2 separate regions of the Siniperca chuatsi genome follow, and region 1 is linked to region 2. The links are chromatin contacts, called in public Hi-C maps. All regions are on one chromosome and are shown on one strand. The core of a region is the stretch at or near the end of the contact, and the rest is flanking DNA. Distances in the headings are between cores, read along the strand shown.

What was found. Hi-C and Micro-C count contacts between places; a contact is called where the count stands out from the background.
Region 1: a Hi-C map of an unstated tissue shows a contact between it and region 2, with 5 times the contacts expected there. The contact joins the promoter of ywhaba here to the promoter of lsm3 in region 2. A contact is called at or near these places in 2 of 3 Hi-C or Micro-C datasets (skeletal muscle and an unstated tissue).

Annotation. Positions count from the first base shown.
Region 1 is chrLG2:5,038,185-5,042,998 of ASM2008510v1, forward strand. It overlaps ywhaba (14-3-3 protein beta/alpha-A), which reads left to right and starts at 3,096. Exons shown (of 7, transcript XM_044221622.1): 1 at 3,096-3,234.
Region 2 is chrLG2:4,885,452-4,890,240 of ASM2008510v1, forward strand. lsm3 (snRNA-associated Sm-like protein LSm3) reads right to left here and starts at 1,485. Exons shown (of 4, transcript XM_044221553.1): 1 at 1,333-1,485. The coding sequence starts at 1,353. It overlaps LOC122887890 (a long non-coding RNA gene), which reads left to right. Exons shown (of 3, transcript XR_006380633.1): 2 at 2,412-2,467; 3 at 4,273-4,789.

The sequences.
Region 1 (4,814 bases), core at 1,846-4,345, 150 kb after region 2:
GCAGGGGTACAGCAAGGGCAGGTCACCAGAATATACTAATATAACTTCAGTGTATATACATTTTCACACGGAATATAAGCAATTATGTGACGTGTAAAAAAATGTTTGCTGTACTATATGCAGTAAATACATGAACTTTTAGGAAAACAAACATCTGTTTGTTGTCATACACAACTCTGCATTCTCTGCTAGCTGTGTGTTAAATATATCAAGTTACTACTCTGTAACAGTTGCCTACTACTGAACAATTTTGTAGTGCATCCAAACATTACTAGAAGCCACAAATTCAACACGTCCACAGTGCAAATACTAGAGCATATCAAGAAAACACGAAAGAGGAAACTGGTAGTAAAAATAACAGAAATGCAGACATGAAGAGGGTGAATGACAATAAGAATACTCAGAACTAAACAATAAAAATACGAAGTAACATTTGATTTGATATAGCTGGATAGATTATTGAACATCTGAGAGGTCAAAGAGGTGTGTCACTGTTAGCAGGCGTTTAACCTCCCTTGACAGACATGTCAAAATGATTTCAGCCACTGTGGTCTCAAACTTACCATCCTGCTCCTCTGCTGCTGTACACTTCTCACCACAGTGATATTACGGAGGAAATTGTTCTGTAACGCAGCCAACACAAAGGTGCTTGCATTGGAATGGCTTCCACTTGCGGTAAATACACGCAGATAACTAAATTAAGTAAACATGTACAGCACAAACAAATCGCAAATAATAAATAAGAACATAGCCCTATGAAACACACGCACATATCTGCACTAACACTAACAATCTCATCTAATCCACTCATCCCAAACACATGTATACTGACAAGTGCATTGAAGACATATTGCACAATCTCTGAGGCCAATAAAACATTGACTTTTGGTGTTAAAGGTGGGGTATGCGATTCTAATCCAATACACGTCTTTTTTTATCAAATTCAGCGAGTATCTCCTCACGGTCCGCCAGCTGTCCGTTCAGTGTGTGCACTGGAACAAAATCCGCTGTTTGTACACAGCCCCGGCTCTGTAAATGGGAAATAAACAAAGTGGCTCGGACCGAGCCACGCAACACTACTCCAGCCATGATTAGTGTGTCAGATAACGTTAAATAGCTGATAAGCTATTGTCTGGTCTTGTGTTTTCCCCACTTTTACTGTGTCTTGCTTTTCTAGCTTGCTTGATCAACTAAATGATTGGTGAAGCATTAATGAATGAATTTGTTTACAATATTTGATGGATTTCTGGCTTTCTTGATTGATTCATTATATGACTGACCAAATGATCACTGACAGATGGCTTGATTAACTTGATGAATAAATGAATGAATCGATTAACTGGTAGCTTAATGGGTTGATGGATTGACGAACTGAGTAACTGGCCAGGTCAGTTTATTCCAGTTCAGTTGAGCTTCATTAATCCTACTGATTTAGAATTAACCGAACTGCAGAAGACGGAGGATTAAAAAGATAAAAATACAAAACGAAGTAAAACCATTACTTTAAAATGAGTTTCACTGTGAGAAATTCTTAACGAGTCCTCAACCAAAATGCAAACACTCTCAGATCGCCAGCTGTTTCAGTTTATACCCCAATGTGAAGCAATCATTCATTTTTGCCTTCTCATTTGGATAAAGTGTGTCTTGCCTGAAAGGATCGAGGACTCAACAATTCAAGATGGAAAATGTGCATCGTTTAATCGGCTGCAGAAAAAAAAAACACAATGTTCCTCACACACACTTTTTTCATCATTTACAAATTCAGAATTACGTTAGAAGCCTCCTAATTTTTTAACTCCTGTTTAACCCCCACTCTTTGATTATTTGATTATTATTGTTTATTATTATCTGATCTTTCTTTTTTGATTTTTTTCCCTTTCAATTCCAGGCATTTGATGTCCAAACTGGTACATATTTTTAGCAACCCTTGTGGCGTGGCTAGGGATGGCACTGTCTGTCAATCATTCGGTTGGTTCACTTAGGTCAAGATTGAAAAACTTTGTCAACTATTAGCTGGACTGGCACAGAATTTGGTACAGACATTCATGGTTTCCAGGGGACAAATCCTAATGTCTCCTGACTTTTCATCAGCAGGTGGACAATTTGGGCTCAAAGTGAAATGCCTGGACAAATATTGGATGGATTGCCATAAAAGTGGGAACAGACATTTATGCTCCACAAAGAATTCATTTTAATCTCAGGCAGTGTCCAAAATCACTCCATATTTACTCTATAGTGCCCTGAAAAATTTCACCAATGGAACAAAAAAGGTGTGTCCATGGCATGTACACTGCTTTTTACAAACAACCGGAAAATTTTAAAGCGTTGCATTTGATACATGGAAGAAATAAGCCAATAGTTATGTGACACTGTAGGTGTCAGTGATGACTCGAAATGTTGATGATTCACAATTGTTCAAAATCTCAATTTACTGCTCACTAGAGCAAGGGTCTCAAACTGAAATTACGTGGGGGTCACTGGACAGGTCGTGGGGGGGCCGCTTGAACACTTGGCTGTCAAAATAGATAAATAAATAAATAAAATAAGACAGCTAAAGTGTTCATGTTGAAAAGTTGCTCTGTTAGGCACAGCTTGCTTTCTTAAATATGAAAATCAAATTTTTTATGCTTCGAAGTGCGTCTATTATGTAGTGAACGAGAGATTTCAGATACAGCTTTCGTCTTGTCATGTCTGTTTGAGTGTCTTTTTTAATGTTTTGAATGATAAAATTCTCAAATGAATCAGAAAAAAAAGTATGTAGAAAATGTATTAATAAAGATACAATAATGATTGTTGATGGACTGTGTGTTTCAGGGTTTGCAGTGGTTGTGTAGGTGGTGTGGTGGGAGAAACAGACCTGCTTGTTATAAAGTATGAACGCTTGTAAAAAATCAGTATAACCCACACAAAGCTGTGTCAGCTGACACGATGGTGAACTCAGATACGACAGTAGCGGCCTCATGGAGACAGTTGCCACGGAGACCGGCGTACGTCATCCTGTAGCGGTTGCCATAGTCCTCCTGACGTCAAAGCCCCTCGCAAGATGCTCAGGAAACCCCCTGGCGCGGTTACCATGGATACTGGCGGGGGGAGGGGTGGGGTTTAGAGGAAGCGGAAGTGTCAGAGCAGGCGGAAGTGGTACTGCCCTGAATACCCTGAGCAGCAAGCAGAGGACGGCTTGATAAACTCGCATCTTCCAGAGAATAAAATCGGGATTCCTAGTACGCTCTAAATGTGAGTTCACTTGCATATCACTCGATTATTGCCTTATATGCAGGGTAAAGAGAGTCATACGGGGAGAACGGCAGACCCAGCGGTGAACCCATTCCCTGCCTCTGCGGCGGAAGGTGCCTATTGTGGTTTGGGGCTGGGTGCGAGGATTTAGGCCGAGACTTGTGGCCAAATAGCGAGAAATAATCCTCAAAACACCTGGCATGAGGTTGTCTGTGCTCTTTGTGCTGTCGAATGCGCTATATATCGTTGATTTTTTGATATTTTTTTAAGGCCCAGACTCCGGTCGATGCCATGCATGGTACGCGGTGACCGAGTAGAGAGGGAGAAGCAGCAACCAAGTTTGGCCATTTTGACAGTTTAGCAGCCGTGCCCAGGCCGTCGTAAGAGCAGCCTAGACATTTTAGCAACCAGTGCTCAGTACATGGCACGGCGGATAATGTAAAGCTAGTACTGAGGGGCTGCCATACCTGGACAACCGACAAATCTGGCCTTATTCGCAGAACTGACAGAAGACAGAACAGCGTAATTGGCGGTGTCTTTAGCTCAGCTCCGTCATGGCGTAGTGAAACGATATTGAAGCTAACACACCCTCCCTATTTCTCGGGAGTTTCCCCTCAAATGCGACTGCAATTTTAAAAACGTTTTCTTTCGATATCGTTTAACTGCCAGGGGGGCAGCTGTGAAACGGAACAGATGCCATATTTAATCCTCCTAGCTATTTCAGCTCACAGCTCGCCATTCAGTTTGAACTGGGTCAGGTCCCGTTAGCAGCTAAGCTAACAGTTAAAGCCAACGGCCGTGCTGTGACGTTCAGTTAGCATGCTAGCTGGCGGTAATCTATCTCTCCATCTTAAAATTCCGCAGGGGAATGCGACAAGGAGGGCGTAGCTGCTGCCAGGCCGATTTAACGCTACAACCCTAATATTCTTGGCCGGCAGGGCTGTTTTTAAACGTTCGTGTCAAAACGTTTGCTGGGACGATGGTATTTACGTTAAGCTATTCAGTGCATCTCTGCTGATGATGAAGATGGTGTTCCCCATTTTTCTCGGTGCGCATAAGCCTGTTAACCTTAATAGTTAGCTAGGTGGTTGGATAACAGCATTGCTAATGTTGAGTGTGTTGGTGTCGTGCCAGATGATTGTAGCTGACCCATAAGGCCAAGGTGGATCAATTTTAACCGATGTGCGGGTCGCTGGGGCGGTTAACTCTCGGTAATGCTTAAATAATGAGCTTGTAACCGTGATAAGCGGCATTTTACCCGTATGCTAAATGCTAACCTGAGGATGCTAAAATGTGCAAAAATAAAACAGATTTGCCAGTAAGGCATTACACGGTTGTTGAAATGACAGCACTGTGTGAATGTCTCATGCAACCTGAAGCAAGCTGAATATTCACTTTCTATTCAACTTTGCAGAAAAGCCTCTATTTCCCTGGTATTTACACTGTACATATTTTCCTGTCTGGGTTTATTTAATGGCCTGTCAAATTCATTGTTCTATTGAAAAACCTGTGAGTGGTGAAATCTACGACCACTTTAAAAGCATGCCAATAAAAAGATTAAATATTTTATAGGAATTTAG
Region 2 (4,789 bases), core at 235-2,734:
ATTTCCTAATCCAAGTTGCTGGAAATCTCCTTGCTAGTTTTGAAAGAAGTATAAAAATGCATTATTTTGTATGAAAATAGAAAACAATGGAAAGTAACGTAAATACAGACAAATACAGCTGATAACTAAACTCTTAAATTTGGGTTTGCATTGTACAAATTGATCAATGAGGGACATGTGTCATTCCTGGCTACCATCTTTGCTTGGATTAGAAAACAGAGTTGCACCTTGGGAAGCTGGTTAAAATACTTTTTTCTAGTGCAGCATACAGACCTGTTTAAATCCAGGTGGTTAGAACAGTCATTGGGGATTTTGGAAATACTTTCCAAAACAGAGTCAAGAGTTGTTTTAACCAGTCCTCTGGGTTTTTCCAAAGGTCACCAGGGATTTCTTTTCTCTCTTACTTTTAGAACAGATGCTTAACTCTGTGACTCTAATATGATGATAGTAAATGAGAGGCACAAACTGGGGCTACAGCTGGTGAAATGCTTGGTGCATAATTTAGAGATGTAACACATTTCAACTTAATCAAAGAGTAAATTCAGCCACCAGCACACAACGACGGTGTCCTTGGGGGAAAAAAAACAAACTGTGACAGTGGAAAAGCAGCAGAAGATCTGTGATGGGAGGAGCAGATAGATACGAGATGAGTGGAAGAAGTGTGTGTTTGTGTTGCAGTTTCTAAAGCAAGGTGCACTGCAGACAAGTGTTGGCTTCAATACAAGGCCAGCGTCCATAAAGCATGGTATGTTGGAGAAGAGTCTTGCAACTCATTTAATTTTCAGTAACTTGAAACACCATGCAGCTGAAACTTAGAGCAAAGCTCAATTCAGTTCTTACAATAAATTTAGGGCAGCTAAATCAGACCTAACTAATCCAAACTGAACAGAAAAGTCAATGGGATTCTAATGTTTACTTTACAATTGACCCTACTGTCTTTTCTACATTTTATCTTTGAGCATTTACGTTTGGAGCCGGAACATTTGTTATAAACAAAACGAGTCAACCTCGTTTAACTAGTAACGTTATTCCGTTGTTATCCCACACAATAAACCAAAAAGGAAACTGGTCAACACTGATAGCTTCGTGCTTTCTTATATTTACCAGTTGTAATGTCATTTTGACGGTAGCATTACATGCTAACCCGGCTAATTTAGCTAGCGTGTTTGACAGGCCGCTCCGCGCTGTTAACAGAACAAACACAAACAAAGTAACACGATGAGCACCCTAAAACAAGTACACAGGTAAAACTGCCTGCTGTCCTTATTTCATCCTAATTATATACACGCTGTTTTAGAGAATAACAGCACAATTTAACGCGGATGCACCAACCTGCTCAACTTCGTCCGCCATGGGTTTTGAGTCTGCGTCGCGTAGTGTGACCTGTACGGGGGTTGCCAGGTTCGCAGAAAACCCCTGTTTTCAGATAACTACGCAGCGGACGTACTTGTTTGCAAGTAATTTCTCCTGCATTGATCTGCCTGTTATTTAGTGTAATGAAAAGTGTGTGTTCGGTTATGTATAGTGTGTCCAACACCTGATTACATGTGCTGCAAAGTGTGAATTTGTGTTGTGTATTCCAGTCACCTTGGCAGAGATGCTTAATTCCTACTAAAGTTTTTTTTTTTGTGTCTTATTATAAATCATGGATTTTTATTTCCTTTGATTTCTTGTGTCTTTTTGTGATGTTTGCTTTAATCAAAGTACTTGCTGTAGTATATTATATTATTGTTGTTGTATTATTAGAAAAAAAACGCCATATTAACAATTCTACCAGATCTATTATTACAACTTGTACTAGCAGTAGTAGTGATAATAAGGAAAAGAAGCAAAAAAAGAAGAATATACAGTACTTTCACACTATAGTTGTTAAAAGTAACTAAGTACATTTGCTCAAGTAGGCTACTGTACTTCAGTACAGTTTTGAGGTAATTGTATTTTACTTGACTATTTCAATGCTACACCCTACTACATTTCAGAGGGAAATATTTTTACTCCACTACATTTATCTGACAGATGTAGTTACTTTGCATATTAAAACAAAAAAACATATGATGACCTTAAAGAGCACAATGCATTGTTATAGATTAAACTACCTCACAACAATAAAATGCCACTTAATGAATCAGTATTAACTGATAATGTAATATCAAAATACATTTTCTGCAGAACGAGTAGGCCTTTTACTTTGATACTTTAAGTGTGATAATAGCCTACTTCTGTACTTTTACTTGAGTTAGAGTTTGAATGCAGAACTTTTACGTCTAATTTAGTATTTATACATTGTTGTATTGGTACTTTTACTATCTGAAAACTTCCTCCACCACTGTACACTACACATGCGTACCTGCTACAAACCTGGCAACCCGCTACGTGAAGTTAAGCAGTACCACTCTCCTCTCTCTTTCCAGACCTTTCCATCCTCCACGTCTCCATGCAGCGCCACTAACAGTCAAACTGTTCAATGGTACGTGATAATTTAATCCCAAACTTTATAATGTTTTGCCACTTAAGGCTCATTTCTATTCCGTCACCAAGTGTAGACATTATTTACAATCTATTGTGTTATATCGAGCGACTGTAAATCAACAACTGCCAAGTTTGTCGTGTCAAATTTACAGCCGGACTATCGCGTAACAAGGTCAGCGGTGTTGTGAGTTCAGGTTAAAATAAGTGTTAGCCACTAAAATACTACATTCGGAGGGTTACAAGGCAAACAGTCTCGTAAGACATACAGATGTCTGTTTATAGAGATTACAAGGCAAACAATACTGATATGATATCGCCAAGTATGACAGACTGTTAGACGTTAAAACCGTGAATTCGTGTGACGTTGAGTTAAATAATTGTTAACTTGCAAAAAGAAAACAGCAACGTTAGCCGTGTAAATACAATGGACAGGATTTAGGTGAGTTTTCCCTGTTATATCCACGTATGAGGCTGCATGTTTTTCTTTAGGTAAGTAGATGTATGGCCCATATGTTACTGTACTCCCACTGTGTTTATGCCACGTGTGCGTGTGTCCTTCAGCAGGTTGGAAAGTTGAATAAGTTAACACATTAAGGGTGTAGTATTATTTTTTTCAGTGTTTTGTAGGTTTTTAGTTAAAATCATTAAGCTCAAACTTATTTTTAATAGATGATTTCTGTTACTTGTGTGACGTCTGTTAGGACATACACACCTATGTAGGTAAATTACACAAAAAATATGTAAACAAGTAGGAAAGTAGGCCACTATTCATTAACTAGGCCTACTTAATGTTTTGTCTCTACAAAGAGTACAGAAGAAATGATTTAGAATAGGATAGAAAAATGCCTATCGTCAATAAACAATGACAAGACAAAACTGGAAATCCACACATTTGAGAAGCTGGAACCATCAAGTGTTTGGCAATGTTGCTTGAAAAATGACTTAAACGATTCATTGATTGTCAAAATAGTTGCTGAATAATTGTCTGTTGATCGACGAATGAACCGTTGCTGCTCTGATTTAGAATATCTGATTTTGTGTGTCTACATATTTAACTTTAAACTAAGCTCCAGCTCATTCACACTCTGTGTGTGTCTTATACTTCTTTGTGTTTCTTTGTTTCTGTACATATGAATAATCAATGTGTGTCAGTCTGTGTGTGTGTGTGTGTGTGTGTGTGTGTGTGTGTGTGTGTGTGTGTGTGTGTGCCTCTTCTCCCAGTTCAGCCCAGTGCTACATACTGGGTGTTTGTGCAGGCTGAGGAGGCAGAGCAGAGCAGTGGTGTTACCCATTCCACCCTCAGCTGCAGCATGGCTCTGTGGTGGAAGAGATCCCTGCTACAGACTAAACGCAACAACTAACCTGTGGCCCCAAACTAGTATTTGACTGATGACAGTTTTGCTTATTTAAAGTTAAAACAGCCAATACTCATAGTATCCTGTCATTATTGTGCATCTCTGGTTGATATCTTCAGTTCATTTTGAAACCAGCAGACACTAGATATGTGTGTATTTGTGTCCAAGTGAGGAACATTTAATGCAAGCTCTTCTTTGCTGCTGCAAGAGGTGTGTATCATGTTTTAAAAGCAGATAAGAGTGTACAGAAGGAGAGTGAAAGAGACATTCGCCATTAATCATTAACTCACACAGAATGGGGTGGTTCTGTTCTCGAAAAGGAAGATGTTGCAATGATACGACCACTGTAAGAGTGACAACATTTTTGTCGACTTTCTCCTCCCTTCACTCTTCTCTCTCTCTCTCTCTCTCTCTCTCTCTCTCTCTGCTCCATCATCACATCCTGCAGGATCCAGTGTGGGAGAGACCTGACACAACATAGCGTCCAATGGCAGGAAGATAGAAGTTGATGTCACTGGTCGCAATCCAACTGAGTGAATTAGTTTGTTTCGATTACTGTAATAAACTTGAACTATTCCTCATTGCTGAGAAGTTAGTTTCCTCACATAAAACATAGATATACATCAAAACCTCAACTCCAACAATCAATAGATGTAGTAGGACCTTTTAGAGTATAAGGTTTTCAGAAGTGAGTTTCAGCAAGCAAAGTGAGGACACAAAGTAGTTCTCCCGGGAGGTCTGGTGATATTACAACTTGATTACAAACTGGATAACTTTTCACTAAATCATCCAGTATAACATAATATTTTACAATTACTTTCACGCATTTTACTGCATTATATCTGTTTTATTTTGCAAGTTACACCCTACGCAACACTGACATTATCAAGAAGGGAGAACATATAAAAAAGATGCAAGTGCTCCAAATTATGCAAATTGTATGGTGTGTTTGAACTTTGTATAAT